Linked DNA regions of Mus musculus: regions 1, 3, 4 and 5 are each linked to region 2. A link is a contact called in public promoter capture Hi-C data. All regions are on one chromosome and are shown on one strand. Each heading gives the region's core, a stretch centred on a gene start, on an enhancer-like site or on the middle of the called end of the contact. The rest is flanking DNA. Distances are from core to core; before and after follow the strand shown.

Region 1 (3,168 bases), core at 444-2,943, 1.7 Mb after region 2:
CTCTCCATATTACCGTGCCAGGGTAGGGGTGAAGACGAAGACCAGGAAAGCCTGGCACTTTCCCAGTCACCTGCCACTATTGGGAGTTAAGGGCCTGTGGCCACTACCGATCCTGATTACTCACCCATAAACCCAGCAGGGTAGGTTATATCGGTCCTGACTTTCCCATCAATCTTAATGAATCGCTGCATGCAAATCTTTTTTACTTCATCTCCAGTCAGGGCATACTTAAGTCTGTTCCTTAGGAAAATGATGAGAGGCAGGCATTCCCTCAGCTTGTGAGGACCAGTGGATGGACGAGGAGCCTGGAAAGTTTTAGGAAAATTACTACACCAAAACTTGGGTTATTTTACATGGGGGGGGGGTCGCTAGAAGATTCCTCAACATTTTCTCCTCCAAAGAATGAGGCCTGCTACTTTGAGACCTGAGTCTATGTATCCACCATCAGTGTACTATGGAATACATGGAGTAGATGAAACAGATGTATCAAAATTGAGGTAGGACACAGGTCTTTAAGACAGCCAAAGATTCTCTACATTCAACTCCACAAATATGCTTGTTAAAGGTATGTCTACCTTTCACACCACAATACTTACAAACACGCCAGTCAACTTATCCAGCATCCAATGTTTTGGAGCAGCTACACGCTTCAGGTGTTTCTTGGGACCACGAGCCTGGAAGAAGTTTTCAAAGTAACGTTGTTACATTGTTTCAGGTCTTTCCAGCAAAGCCTACGGCGTAAATCCTTCAATGAACTGACTTTCGAACTTTCCCAATTAACAAAATGTGGGCAATATTGAAAGCGCCGGGTCCCAGTAAAACGTAGAAAAGACAGATAAGCATCAATAGGCCAAACCCAGTATTCGCACCTTAGCGATTCCCATTTTTTACAGTTATGCCAGATGTCTCCATTATGCCTGCTCACAAAAATTAGCCTTTCATAGCACACTTGCGAATTACCCAGTGATTCAACCCTAGACGCACAGGCAGATAGGGACAGAAAATGGCCCAGGACCGTATCTCAATTGTCAATCGAAAAGTATAGTATTAGAACACAGCCATCTGGATCGAAGGTTTCTGGTACAAAGATAAACTCTAACTCCGGCACTGGCACTACCACGTGTACTGCTCCTTTGTATACTAAAGAGTCGAAGTTTCACATTCGAAAGCGGAAGGAAGCTTTTTGTAATGCTTCGTACACTTACCAGCTACACAACATATAAAGTAAGTCCGTGCCAAAAGATAGACAAATGCACAAGTAAGAGCTAATCCTTCAAGCAGACCCTGCGCCCACATGCCCAAAGCTTCAATCTGCACTCCCGGGCCCTCGAAGTTCTTCCCCAAGTGGAAAAGCATTTCTCCCTGGGCAAGGGGATGTGTGATTAAGCCCAAGGCCTTGCTTGCCCTCTGCGGCAGACTTCCCATCCTAGCTCAGACCAGTATTCTCCCTTGCCGCCAAGCCCATCTCTGCCAGCCTGCAGCAGAGCTGCTTTCGCCTCCACCCTGTAGTCGACCGCGGGAGCCCTGATAACCCGGGCAGCATCGGTCAGGGAGGATGGAAGCCGATGCAACCCAAGAGCTCGCTGTACCCCTGCCTTACCATGGCTGCGCTAGGAACGGAAAGAGACTCGCCTTCTTCCGGCGAACGAAGAAATTAGGGTCGGAGGCTGCGCGCGCGCTGGAGCCTGGGTTGCTCCGCCCAGCCTCAGACTTTCCCAGCGGGCGGGGACTCTCTCTTGCCATCTGCTGGTGGGAGGTCAGAGGTCCCAGGCTGGGAAACTGAGGCTGAGAGAATCTCCCAAAAACTGTTTTTCCTCAGTCCTTTCTCTTCTTTGTGCCGAGTGATGAGTGCTGGGGATACCCAGACCAATCGCACCAGATAACTGCCCGCAAGGAGAGTTCTGTTAGATGGCTGAGTGATAAAAAGATACATTTTAATACTCGATACTTTTCTTATACAAAGTTTCTCTAATCTTCCAGAGTTACCAGTCCAATCAGCCAGCCCCATGCTAAGCGAAAGGTTTGGCCAACGGCATGTTTCTCTTTGCTTTTGTAAAGATTGCTGAGGCACTGAGCCATCCAGGGTGAGATGGTAGGCTCTCTGCTTGAACCTGGCATCCTGCGCATCCACTCCTGTAGAACACATTTGACATTTATTGTACTGTAAGTGGAAGAGAGGGAACATTAGAGAGTATCTGGTTTTGCCTAGCCAGTATGTAGACCTAGCTGTTCTACTTTTGAAGCTGCTGTGTTAGAGTGGTGGCACTGGCTGCCCTTCATTCACCATTTTCTGCTCTCTTAGTTATCTGTGGCCTCCCACAGGTCGATGAAGTCTGCCCATCATAAACCCAAAGATCCAGTCCCTTCAAACTATTATGAAAGGGGTATTTTTCAGCCTCACCTTTCCTCTTTCTCCTGTCCCTCCCCTCTCTCTCATATGTGTGTGTGCAGTTGTTATCATTTATTTGTTATCATTAGTGGCTGCTAGGGAATGAGTCACTTTTTCATATATATATATATATATATGCAAATGAAATATACATTTTGGGGGGGGGGTTCGAGACAGGATTTCTCTGTGCAGCGTTGGCTGTCCTGGAACTCACTCTGTATACCAGGCTGGCCTCAAACTGAAATATACATCTTGAGACAGAGCCTCATTATGTAAGCCAGGGTAGTCTCAGACTCATCATTTTTCTGCTGAGAGTTGAGTTACAGGCATGCACCCCCACAGTCTATATAGTACAAGCAAGCAGACTATATCTTTATTTTTAACTTTTGAGACAGGCTCTTCTAGACAGGCTAGGCTGACCTGCAGCTTGAGAGAGGTCATCTGCCTCATCTTCCCAAGTGCTGGGTGATACGTTACTTCGCCACTGTAGGTGAAATGAGACAAATCAAGCAGAATTAGATTATATTAAATGCAGGTTTATTGGAAAGGTGCTCTCGGGCAAGTTCACTGGCCCCAAGGACTGAGGCTAGGGGAGTCACAATGGGAAGGAAGAGATGGGGGGAGGGGGAAGAGAGGGGAGAGGGAAGAAAGAGGGGAGGAGAGAGAGGGGGAGGGGAAAACAGAGGGCAGGGGAAACAGAGGGGGAGGGGGAAGAGACAGGAGAGTGGGAAGAGGGAAGGGAAAAGAGAGGGGGAGAGGAGGAAGAGAGGAGAGAGAGG
Region 2 (2,978 bases), core at 49-2,548:
TCCTTACCTACATAGCAAGTTTGAGAACTTGTTTCAAAACAACAACAAAAAAATAATAACAAAAAAAATAGTTGGCATCTATTTTTAAAAACAAAGAAAATTTAAGAACGCATAACTGAATATACTAAAATACTATTATTGGGTGTGTGTGGTTCAACTGGTAGAGCGCTTGTGTAGAATGCACAAAGCCCTGAGTTCAATCCCTAGGAACCAAATGTGGTGACACGCTCTTGTAATCCCTGCACATGGGATTGGAAGGTAAAGGCCATCGCGCTTCAAAGCCAGACTGGATTACAAAAGACCCTGTCTCAAAAATATTATCATTCAACATATAGTCAAAGCGTTGAGATATTTTTACATGTTTTGATTATATAATCAAAATCTGACCTGTAATTTACTTTTACAACACATCTAAATTTAAGATAAGCACACCTGAGCACTAGGTAGCCAGCCATCTAGTATCTGCAAAGCTGAGCTGATTTCCAAAGAGATCGCTTTATTTTTCTATTTATATATCATGACTCTGGGTAACTTCAGTATGAAGGATAGCCAGAGGAGGTGCTAAGATGGCTCATAATCATTCTGGAAGGGAGATTTTATAAAACACTAGCTATTAATGCAGTGTGGTCCGTGCTGTATGCGTGCACAGAAGAAATCCGAACGGCGAGGTGAAAGGCACAGTATATGGGGAGAGAACCAAAGACTGCATAGAAGTGTGACCTGGAAAGAAAGTTCCAAGAAAGGAAGGCAGCCGGCTGTTGGTAGATAGGAGTTGCAAGTTTTCAAATGTTCCTGATCAAAGAGAAAGGTTTCACAGGGTGCTGGCTCAAAGGGTGTTCGAGTGTATAGGGGACAGAAGGTTGTGGCGCGGTGGGTGGGCATTGATCGAGAGCGCGACTTACAACTTCACGTCCTCTAGGGTAAGCAGACCCGGAAACCGAGAGAGTGGCCGCTGACTAGCAGGACTTTCCTTGGGGGAACGACTTGACTTCTCTGGCATAGCAGGCTCGTGGTTCTCCAAGCATGGAACACGTTCGCCTACTCACGCTGGCTGGAGTTTGGAAATCAGCCCCGCCACTCCTGTGCCTCAGAGTACTAGGAACTTGCAAGTCCACTTCTGGCCACGTGGAGCCCATCTTTAGTAAAACAGCACAGACGACTTTAAAACAAGCGGCTGGCTGAAAATGAGTCCCTGGAAACGGTTGCCAGGGCCAGAAAACTGCGATTCCCAGAAGTCATTTGGGAAGCTTTGGTAACAAGTCGCTGGCCAATGCACTACTGCTTCCTGTGTCGTGAGAGCTTTAGGGCTCGTCTTTATGGAGTTTACCTTTGACTTCGGTAGAAATTCTTCCGGGTTTCTTTCTTTCCACAAGATGGCAGCGTCTGAAGACGAGTTACTGCTGCCGCGGCTTCCGGAGCTCTTTGAAACAAGCAAAAAACTTCTGGAGGACGTGGAAGTAGCAACTGAACCCACCGGCTCCCGAACAATCCAGGATAAGGTGTCCAAAGGACTAGAACTCCTTGAGAAGGCTGCTGGAATGTTATCGCAGCTTGATTTGTTCAGGTACGGGGGAGAGGGCAGGAACCGCAGAGAAGGAATGGCTAGCAAGGGCAGAGCCATTGCACTTGGGTGGAAAGGACCTTTAAGGCTAAAACCGCGCGGTTCCTACTTGTTCACCCGTGTACATTCTTTCCATTCTCCACTTTTCTTCTGAGATGCTTAATATCCCAGAACAATGCTCCCTCGTGTACGGCTGACTGCCTGGTCCTTGGGTATGCAAGCTCAGCCACTTTCTTTTTAATCTGGCCAATGTCTTTGCACCACTCTCTCCCAGCCCTATTCTTCCCTAGAAGCAGGGGCCACGGCTTAATGCTCAACCAGGCTTCACGGCCTCCTCTTTGCTCTTTGCAGCCGAAATGAAGATCTGGAAGAGATTGCTTCCACCGACCTGAAGTACCTGATGGTGCCAGCGTTGCAAGGAGCCCTCACCATGAAACAAGTCAACCCCAGCAAGCGTCTAGATCATTTGCAGCGGGCTCGAGAACACTTCGTACATTTCTTAACTCAGTGTCATTGCTATCATGTGGCAGAGTTTCAGCTACCCCAAACCAAGACTAACTCAGCTGAAAATAATACTGCTAGCTCCTCCATGGCCTATCCAAATCTCGTTGCTATGGCATCTCAAAGACAGGCTAAAATAGAGAGGTGGGTCAATGGCTGTAATTTGAGGGCTGTAGTTGGGGGTGCATGTGTTTGTGTGGTGTGTGTGTGTGTGTGTGTGTGTGTGTACTACAGAATAGTGTATTTTATTTTCTTGGTTCTTAATGAACATAGACCCTGGTGAAAGCAAACTTTCCTGAATCTTAACAAGCCTTTGTGCCATTGTTGAGGGGGTTGTGCTAAAACTTCAGGACCACCCCCCCAGCCCCTCAACACACACCTTAGGGTCATCACTAGTAGCAGTGTTATTCTAACCATTAGGTTGATCAAAGTATACCACAACCTTTTCCATGTCACTGCATAATGCTGTTTGTATGGGGTAAATATTTCAAAAGTACACAATATCTTGAACTATTTACTGAGCAATTCTGTTCAGAATGCATACAGGCTGGGATGTCTAGCATCCTGAATTAATCATAGCCCTGGTACAGCATCATGTTAACCTTGATTTAACCTTAGAAAATTCCGTGAATGCCCAGTGTCTTAAGAACAAAGTTAGGCACTGGGGATACGAACTGATTGGGTGTTTGTATGAATGTGGGTGATCTTTGTGCTCTGTGGGGAAAAGTAGCGTAGAAACAGCATGGCAGTATAAAATGTTGTGAAGGGAGAGGTGTGGAGTACGGTGGAAGCAGTCAGGGGCACCCACAGGCAGAGAGGGGACCTGTGGGAAGACTAGGCTTCTCAGGAAAGGGGGTGCTTAAGGGGACTAGGAGTGTGAGGCTGGGGAAGAGGAGAGGATGGCATTCGCCCGTCA
Region 3 (3,160 bases), core at 655-3,154, 1.6 Mb after region 2:
GTAGATGGGGGTTGGGGTTCCATTTCTGATGTGGAAAAGCAATGATCCCTTCCATATCGGGAACCTTCTCCACAGCTGATACTATCAATCTGAAATAAGGAGGGACCAAAATTCATCCAGAAGTCATAGCATCATAAAACAAAGGGGCCCACGAGTCACCTCCACATCCAGCAGAGACTATTCAAAAGCTAAATTTAGCTTAGGTTGGTGGGACAGGCCTATAATCTAGCATTCAGTAGGCAGAAGTGAGAGGATTGGAAATTTAAGACCAGTTTGGGCTGCATAGTGGGATCCTATCTAAAACAAACAAACAACAACAACAACAAAATTTTAGCCTGGGGTGTGGCTCAACCATAAAGCTCTTGCCTGGCCTTGGTGAGGCCATGAATTTGATCACCAGTATTGCAAAAACAGACAAAAACTAAGCTGAGTCAGATAGCCAAGATAGGACAGTGATCTCATGGAATAGAGGGAAAGATGTCATATACGAAAATTATTGGTAGAGGAGGGGAGGATTGTGGGGGAAAGAGAAAAATGTATCCAAGTGGCACATGATTCCCACCACTTGAGAGGCAGAAGCAGGAGGACATAGTAAGTTCCAGAACAGTCTAGGCTACTAAGCAAGACCTGGTCTCAAAAAGAGAGACTGAGTGAGAAAGAGAGATCAAGAGCACATTGGGATGCAAATTCAAAAGCTATTCATCTTAAGTAAACGCCCCCAGTTAGTCATCGACTATGAAATTATTTCTCATGATACTCCATAAGCAGATACTTTAACAACACCATCTCGCAGAAGATGGAAACTGAGCCCAAGAGCGTCTTCAAGGTCACAGGACTAGTAGAAGGGGTTTTAAAGCAGGTCATGTGCCTCCAGAATCCAAGCTTTAAATTGCCTTATGCTGTGCTGTCATACAAACTTTGAGCTGGAAGGTGGTGGCACATATCTTAAGCCCCAGCAGTTAGAAGATAGAGGCAGGCAAATCTCTGTGAGTTCCAGGACAGCCAGGGCTACATACAGAGAAACCCTGTATCAAAAGAAAAAAGAAAGGAAGCAAAGAAGGAAGGAAAGAGAAAGGAAGGAAGGAAAAAAGAAAAGAACTCTGGAAAAATACAGAGACATGAATACTATATAGATTGACACGAGTGGTCACATGCTATCCTGCTGAACAGCATTAATGCCTTGTTTGTCTTTTAGGTGCATAGATTATGTTCTCCAGGATATATAACTTTAAAAAATCACATTCTACATCTTGGTCTATAATCTTCCTTAAGGCTATTTCTGTACACACAGCTTATAATCGTTATTTTAAAATTAATTTAGGCTGCTTCCAATGTTTCTCCATGACAGACTTCTGCCTGTCACAGGCAATGGGATGATAGGCTTTAAAAAAAAAATTCCATCTTTTGTACCCCATCAACTACTGCTGCAAAAATATAAACAAACAAGTAAGTAAGAAAAGCCATTAGGGAGTGCAGGTCTGTGTCAGTCGGAGAGAGGACGGAAGAAGGCCATTATCTAAACTCCCTCTGCTGTCCCTTTGTCTAGAATCCCCAAAGCAAAAGCCCACGCCAAAGAACTGCAGTGGCCTGAGGCTCGCACTGCGCATGCACAAAAAAGTGGGCGGGGCGAGAGAGAGCAAAGAACAAGTGCAAATGAGGGCAAGTAAAAGCTTTGAAGAACAGAATAGAGGCTGCGCTTTCTCGTCTCTGGGCAACCTTTGTTCCCGCCTCCCCGTAAGGCTTCGGCTTCTCATTGGTCTAACATCTCTAGCTCCTATAGGTCAAAGAACCAAAGGACTGGGTCTGTTCCAAGCTATGCCTGATTCTGGAACCGCAGCAGAAATAGTTGATTGTGACGCTGCTTTCAGGCATTGCGGAGGACATACCTGTGGGGCCTGAGGGGTCCTTTTGCTAGCACCGGAACAGTTGCCGGAGAGTTCATCCGCCAGCTTAAGAGATGCCGCCGAAGGGGAAAAGTGGTTCTGGAAAAGGAGGGAAAGGTAGACCTGCCGAGACAGTCATGGAGCGAGCGTAGGGGTGGATGGGGAGAAGGACAGGAGTAGACCTGCAGCTGTGTGGGGTGGGGGAGGGAGGTGATCATAAGCCGGACAGCAGGGCCACCGGGAGCACCCTGAGCCGCTGTGGTTTATGTTTGGGCTTCTTGTGGTAAGGAAAGATCAGTGCGTGAGGAGCTGCTGTGGTTCAGGGTATCCATGAGGTTTCAGTGCAGGGACCCTCGTGGCGGGCAATAGAAGCTGCTGGGGATGGTTCCTCGTGACCTGGGGTTTATTCCCACTAAAATTGAATCTGATGAAACGCCAGCAATAAAAGGAAGCCTACACTAGTGATCAATCTAGTCCATCTAGGCCTCTTAACAACTAACAGGACGTACCTCCCCCCCCCTCCCCTCCCCTACACACACACATGAGGAGGGACTCGCTTCTTGAAGACCGTTGTTGGGGACAACATTGTGCTTTCAGGCTAGAAAACTAAGACAACTCTTATTCATCGCTGGACAATGTGGGGAAGATAGTAGCCTCTAAGTACTGTGCCGAATGTAGTTGTGAGAGTTATGTTATAGAAGGTGGAAAGAGGGTAAAGAAACAAACTGGAGATACTTTGGGCAGGCTGAGATAAGCAGCAGCAATAGGGTAAAGAGTCCTCAACCCGGAGAGGCCAGCCCCAAAGGCAGTTTAGTATAGCATCGCTGAAGTAAAACTTCAAAACAAATAAGCAAGTTGGGGAAATTAAAACAGAAGAAAACTAAATCATGAGGTGTGCTGTATATGGTGTTAATTAAGGTTGGTTAGGGGCCAGGAGGTCCTTTAAAGAGATGATTTCAAGCCGGGCAGCGGTAGCGCACACCTTTAATCCTAGCACTTGGGGAGGCAGAGGCAGGTGGATTTCTGAGTTCGAGGCCAGCCTGGTCTACAGAGTGAGTTCCAGGACAGCCAGGGCTACACAGAGAAACCCTGTCTTAAAAACAAACAAACAAACAGAGAGGGGAGAGTAGTGAGGGAGAGAGAGAGAGAGAGAGAGAGAGATGATTTCAGTAGTTCTGGTAAGAGAGAGAGTTGGCCTGAACTAAGATTGTGGTTGTAGGAACCCAGAGAAGAGACAAATAAATGGAGTGTAGTAGAGTGATACCCCAGAGGTCCAA
Region 4 (2,989 bases), core at 188-2,687, 1.0 Mb after region 2:
AAAGAAAATGTCCCCATGTATATACTAAAGAGAGGTGATCAAATATAATCGCACGACTGAACTTGTTGGCAGAGACCTATAATTTCAGTTAGTTGGGAAGCAAAGAATGGAAAATTCAAGGCCTGGCCCAGGAAACTTAAGTGGGACTCTGCCTCAGAACAAACTAAACATGAACAAGCAAACAGGCACAAAAAATGCAAAGTAGGAACTCTGAACAGATCCTCGGTTTGGCCACAGTGAAGATGCTCCAATTCAAACAAGTCTGTGTGCCACCATGGTGATCTGAAACATGAAATATGTCCTCAGGATGGGGCTCCGGGGTTGGTGGCAGATATGTTACCTACAGAGGCACCTCACTGGTTCAATATGTCTATTTACACAAATATATAGAGTACTTAAAAAACTTTTTTTTAAAGATAGGGTTTCCCCTAGTAGCCTGGAGCTTAACTATGTATACTATGCTGGTCTTACAGAGACAATTCTTTTTTTTTTTTTTTTTTTTTTTTTTTTTTAGTTATTTCGAGACAGGGTTTCTCTGTGTAGCCCTGGCTGTCCTGGAACTCACTTTGTAGACCAGGCTGGACTCAAACTCAGAAATCCGCCTGTCTCTGCCTCCCGAGTGCTGGGATTAAAGGCGTGCGCCACCACTGCCCGGTTCAGAGACACTTCTACCTCAGGTTTCCATTCCTGGCAAAATAAGGTTATTTTTTAAGTACAGGGAATTGAATCTATGTTGGCCAGTGAGCTGTATCCCAGCCTTGTATATTTCTGTCTCTCTTTCACTTTCTCTCCCCTCTTCAACCCCCCCCCCCTTCTCCCACTCGGTTTCTTTCTTCTCTCCATGCTTTTACACATTTACACACATATATACATACATACACACACACATATATATGCATATATGTGTATGTATATATATATATATATATATACATATATATATATATATATATAGTGCTGGGAATCATATGTGCGCTTAAAAAAACTATGAAAATGTTTAATGTTTGTGAATCTTGAAGTTTCGGTTGCTCATTTTACTAAGCTTAACATTTTACCATGGGAAAATGTAAATTCAAAATAAGTAAGTAGCAGTCGTCCCCCTATCACAATTCATAGTAATGTTCCTTTGGGGAACGGCACAAACCGGAAAAGACGGCTCAAATCATTATTGTGTAGTGTGTACTGTAGCCGGTGACGCGCGGTTTCCAGAGGTCGTAGGTCACGCCGCCTCAGATCTACTTTCTTATTGGAGAAAAATCTGCCGCTCTTACCATAGCAACCAGAACGGACCCGCGCAGTTGATGGGCGGGACTGGTTTGTTTGACCAATCACCTTCCAGTTATCCAGCCTGATCTTGGGCGGACCAATCAAACACATCAAAGGAAGTAGCCATCCCGACATCAAAGGATCACGTAGGACGGCCCATCCTTCCCCCCTTTTTTTCAACTTCCGGTAGCCTCTGGTTGGGTCAGGGAGCGCTGCAAGTCACCCGTGTGCGACTGACGTATTTTTTCTTTCCCGCCCATGGGCCCGGGGTGGGCTGGGCTGCTGCAGGACAAGGGTGGCGGTAGCCCTTCCGTCGTCATGTCCGACACAGACAGCGACGAAGAGTCGGCTGGTGGAGGCCCATTTTCTCTAACTGGGTTCCTGTTCGGCAACATCAATGGAGCAGGGCAGTTGGAAGGCGAAAGCGTCTTGGATGACGTGAGTCGTGGGCCTGGGGCGGCGGGTGCTGTGGCTAGGGAGAACTGGAGACAGCGCGAGAGGGCTCAACTCGGAGGAAGGACGAAGAGGAAAAGTCTTAAGTGTCAGTCACTGATGCTGAGGTGTTGGCTTCGAAGGTAACATTCTCCTTGCCTGGTAGGAAAGATAATAGTTAACTCTAGTAAGGTTATCAGAACCGCCACTGTGGAAGGCCTTCTTAAAGACCCTTGGAACTCTGCTTTTTCTGGCTTTTGCTGATCCTAATGGCTCCAAAGCCAGGACTACGGATGGAACGTGTGTTGTTCGGAACTGATCTGTATGGAATTTAGCAGATTTCCTATATAGTTCTTGAATGTGATGTTTCTTTGAGCAGCACTTCATGAAATAATTTCTCAGATGGATTTGTGACTTTGTTATGAGCAAGGGAAATATACTTGTGTAGGACCTTCAGGTTTAGTTGTTATTTTCGACCCTCATGCTGTCCCCTTTTCAGGAGTGCAAGAAGCATCTTGCGGGCTTGGGGGCTTTGGGTCTTGGCAGCCTGATCACTGAACTCACAGCAAATGAAGAATTGTCCGGGAGTGATGGTGCCCTGGTAAATGATGAAGGTAAAGTGTGGGCCATGGGGAGGACAGTGTGGGTGGGGGGAGGAGATTAGCCTGTTGTACGCTTTTCAGTGGGGATTTTCTAAGGAAGTGATAATTACTTGCTTTCTCTTGAGACGTCTCCCTTTTTATCCATAGGATGGATTAGGAGTAGAGAGGATGCTGTGGACTATTCTGACATCAACGAGGTGGCAGAAGATGAAAGTAGAAGATACCAGCAGACAATGGGAAGCTTGCAACCCCTTTGCCACACAGGTGATTCTCTCTCCGCCCCCCCCCCCCCTTCTTGTTTTCTAGCAATGGGTCTTTCAACATAGCCCTGCCTGACCTGGAACTCATTATGCATGCAAGATTGTCCCAAACTCATAGAGATGCATTTGCCTCTGTTTCCCAAGTGCTAGGATTAGACATGTTCCCCACTACGCTTGGTATTCTTTAATGTTGCAAAATTGGCAGTTTAGTACATTTTCTTCCTGAATAAGTCTGTTTTGGGCTCTGTCTTGTATATTTAATCTCTGCCATTGTTCTTGCCTGCCAATACATTTGCTCTGTATGCTGTTTCCACTGTCAATTCAGTGCCAAGTAGTAGGTATTCTCTTACCAAATTCAAGCTTTTATTTTTATAATGTTCGGTCTCAAATTGTTGATTAATGACAAGGGTGAAAATGATTTCTTGTCAT
Region 5 (3,082 bases), core at 282-2,781, 1.1 Mb after region 2:
CGTGAGACTCCTTTCAGATGAGGGAACCCCAGATCAGTTTTCTATGAGTCAAATAGCTGTCCGACTGGGAGCATGACCTGACATTTAACGACTTTTTACTTAATTAACTATCACGCACTAATCAAGAAGGCCTAAACATCTGCTAGTAGAATCTGAGTTGCCTTTCTTAATGAGGAAAAGCTGAGTTCTTTCAACAAAGGTGGATCACTTGGTGGGTTTGGGGCTTGCCAGGTGTATCAAATGAAAAGATAAGGCCAATCAATATCCAGGAGAGTTTGAATGGCAAGCTTTCTTTTTTACTACATGTTGTGGTTCTGTGGGGCAGAAGAAATGAACAATATTATCAACTTTTTCTGCACTCATAATCCAAAGTTCATAGGTTGTTTGGCAATCTCAAGAAACTGAAACAGCCTTTGAGGATTTGTTTTTTATTTCACCAAGGAGCTAGACAGCAAACATTTTTACACAAGCTCACTAATTTTTCCTAGATCAAAGAGTTTTGAAACGGAAAGACTCTAAGAGAGCTAACTGTAGTCCCCAGTGGCTTGTAATAATCACTTAGTGACGTGTCTTAAAACTGTCAAGGAACAAGGCAGGAAATATAAATTAATAACAATGTGACAAAAATGTCCAAACACTGGGCTTGAAACCGTAAGAGGATCCAAAGAGCTGTTTTGTCAAAGGAAGGCAATTGGAAATTCATTGTAGTTGTGTGGTTTAGGAAGAAGGCAAAGGAACACAGTTTGCTTTGTTGAATTGCCTTAAGCTCCAAGGCATTTGCAGTCCTTAATGATTCTGACGAAACAAGGTCACAATTCAGGATCAGGAATTTTGAGGAAAAAGGCATCCTCTTTAACATTTCTGTGGTTGCTTTTGACATGCAAACTCCTAGCATTTACCCTGTTACCATCCCGAATCTCACAAACGATTTTGAATTTTAGGGTTATATGGTTCAAATCGAACACATTTGGGTTCACTCAGCTCAGGGAGACTGTCCGTTTTTCTCATCAAAGTACTTAAATTCATGGGTGGAGTCTGAATCAAAAAGCATTCAAATCGAACCGGCTCCCCCATTGTTTTGAACAGCCCCGTCTCTGAAACGCAAATATTCGCGTTTACTTGCTTAGAACTAACACGTTGGTCGTGTAAACTACCCTTTTCTGTTGAATGGAGTTAATTAAACTTTTCTAGACGCTCTGACATTCTAACATCGACATCACTGACCAGGTAGTAGACTCGTACTTTAGCGCTTGCCAAAAAAAAAAAAAAAAAAAAAAAAAAAAAAAGTAATCGACGGGCGTTTTTTGCCCTTCCGCCTTGCTCTTAAAAACTTGCTGGCTCTTGCCCCATAGGGAGCCCTTAACCCGGAGTTGCCTAGACAGGGTTGTCGCATGCGCTCTCTACAGTCATGTTTGTCGCAATGGACCTTGGGCGGAAGGTTACGTAAGAGCAAATGACTTTGATTACAGTCACTTGGTCGGTAGTCTTGTTACGCGCTACCTCCGCGGGGTACTTGATTATAACAGAAAGTAGTTCCGGCTTGTGTTGTTTCGGTCGAGGAGCCCTCGCCGCCATTTCAAGACAGTGAGAGGTAGATGTCTACCAAGAGTTCCTAAGATTCGAGTTCAGTATTCTGTGCCGCCCCCTGAGCCCTTCAAAACACTGATACGGCTGCTGCCTTTTTTCTGCTACTTCTAGAACCATTCTTGTCAGTAGTGGCGGCAGTAGAAGTCAATTACCCCTTGTTCTATCTCAAGAAGCTCCAGATGGCGTCTTCCGTGGGCAACGTGGCCGACAGTACAGGTACTAGTGTCCCATTCTACTCTGGCAGACGTCCCTTTGGGGTCTGGCGCCGTCTTGTATCTTTCATTACTTCCCTCTGACCATCCCCATTACATCAGTGGCATTACTGAGCTCTCGAGTTCTACTGCTATCTGATCGGGTTTGGTGCTGCCGTCCGTTCGTAAACATTCTCTAGTTGCTTGCTTGCATTTTGCTTGCTTTGGGGGCTTTTTCGTTGTTGCTTTATCCCATCAGTGTTGTAGCCTTCTCTCTCGGGACGAATCTATAGCACACGTGCGCGCTTAGTGTGTCTTGGAATGGGCTGCATTGGAATCTCTGCAATTTCTGTCTCCCGTCGCAACTGTTTTCTCCCTCAATTTCAGCCCGTCGCTCCCTCCCGTGCGCTTCCACCTCCTCCCCAAAGCCCCTTTCCCTTAGCCACATTTGGTCCTCCTTTGCCAGGCTAGGGCGGGGATGCTATTTCGGTGTAATCCTAGCCTCACTTTGCATCAGGCATGACTAGCGAAGGCTCCTCGGTGTGCTTCCAAGTAGCACCAAGAAGAGCTACTTGAGCCCGCACCCCGCCGGGGCAGCGCCTTGTGTTCTTGGGTTGAGCGGCCCCGATTTAGGTTGGAAATTTCCAGGGGTTCTCTTAGCCATCACCCAATTGCACCCGCTGCCCCAGTACGGAGTTTCCTACCCTGGTCAGCCCTCCCTGCTTGTTGCAACCACACCCTTCCTCTGCGAACGTGCCAGCCCGACAGTCGTTTCTTATCCTCAGGGAAGAAACCACCTCGGTGTGTTGCTTGGCGGCGACCACCCTGCCCGCCCTCCTAATTCTCTTTCTTTGTGTTACTTTCTCTATGTATTCCTCCGCCATGGCCTCTGGGTTTTCATCCCCATTCTTTAGCCCAGTATCTCTTTATCCATAGGGTGTGCATTATTATTTCTTTTTTAAGTTTCCATCCTTGCTTGAAGAGTTTGTAAAGCAACTGGAGTGTAGCTGCACAAGTGCAAAGCGGTTGCCTCTTTTCAACGATGCATCTCCAAGCCTTTGCTACAGAAAATAAGAAAACAACCAAATTGTAGGAGTGTCCTTCAACTGCCTTTCCAGATTGAGGCTGTTTGGGGCGGGAGGGGATGGGGAACCAGGCTGCAGCTCTAAGGTTCCCGAGAGGTTATTGTTTCTCAGTGTCTAGGTTTTAGTTGACGATTTTGAATATTGTGAGATAAATAGATGACTCTAAAATAGTATCTCATCCTTAATAGATGGGAATGGGATCAAGATTTCCACCTTTCT

The links. Promoter capture Hi-C pulls out the DNA fragments that hold promoters and counts their contacts.
Region 1: a promoter capture Hi-C map of liver shows a contact between it and region 2, with 3 times the contacts expected there. The contact joins the promoter of Rps4x here to the promoter of Igbp1 in region 2. A contact is called at or near these places in 2 of 39 promoter capture datasets (erythroid cells and liver).
Region 3: a promoter capture Hi-C map of pre-B cells shows a contact between it and region 2, with 3 times the contacts expected there. The contact joins the promoter of Pin4 here to the promoter of Igbp1 in region 2. A contact is called at or near these places in 2 of 39 promoter capture datasets (erythroid cells and pre-B cells).
Region 4: a promoter capture Hi-C map of pre-B cells shows a contact between it and region 2, with 4 times the contacts expected there. The contact joins the promoter of Taf1 here to the promoter of Igbp1 in region 2. A contact is called at or near these places in 1 of 39 promoter capture datasets (pre-B cells) and 1 of 9 other capture datasets (liver).
Region 5: a promoter capture Hi-C map of pre-B cells shows a contact between it and region 2, with 2.1 times the contacts expected there. The contact joins the promoter of Ogt here to the promoter of Igbp1 in region 2. A contact is called at or near these places in 2 of 39 promoter capture datasets (erythroid cells and pre-B cells).

What each region holds. Positions count from the first base shown.
Region 1 is chrX:102,187,698-102,190,865 of GRCm38.p6, forward strand. Rps4x (ribosomal protein S4, X-linked) reads right to left here and starts at 1,694. Exons shown (of 7, transcript NM_009094.2): 1 at 1,601-1,694; 2 at 597-674; 3 at 125-305. The coding sequence starts at 1,603.
Region 2 is chrX:100,492,993-100,495,970 of GRCm38.p6, forward strand. It overlaps Igbp1 (immunoglobulin (CD79A) binding protein 1), which reads left to right and starts at 1,299. Exons shown (of 6, transcript NM_008784.3): 1 at 1,299-1,564; 2 at 1,913-2,206. The coding sequence starts at 1,374. It also overlaps a transcript of Awat2 not described here.
Region 3 is chrX:102,117,565-102,120,724 of GRCm38.p6, forward strand. It overlaps Pin4 (protein (peptidyl-prolyl cis/trans isomerase) NIMA-interacting, 4 (parvulin)), which reads left to right and starts at 1,905. Exons shown (of 4, transcript NM_027181.2): 1 at 1,905-2,000. The coding sequence starts at 1,958.
Region 4 is chrX:101,531,298-101,534,286 of GRCm38.p6, forward strand. Taf1 (TATA-box binding protein associated factor 1) reads left to right here and starts at 1,438. Exons shown (of 39, transcript NM_001290729.1): 1 at 1,438-1,704; 2 at 2,198-2,312; 3 at 2,448-2,564. The coding sequence starts at 1,525.
Region 5 is chrX:101,638,520-101,641,601 of GRCm38.p6, forward strand. It overlaps Ogt (O-linked N-acetylglucosamine (GlcNAc) transferase (UDP-N-acetylglucosamine:polypeptide-N-acetylglucosaminyl transferase)), which reads left to right and starts at 1,532. Exons shown (of 22, transcript NM_139144.4): 1 at 1,532-1,803. The coding sequence starts at 1,767.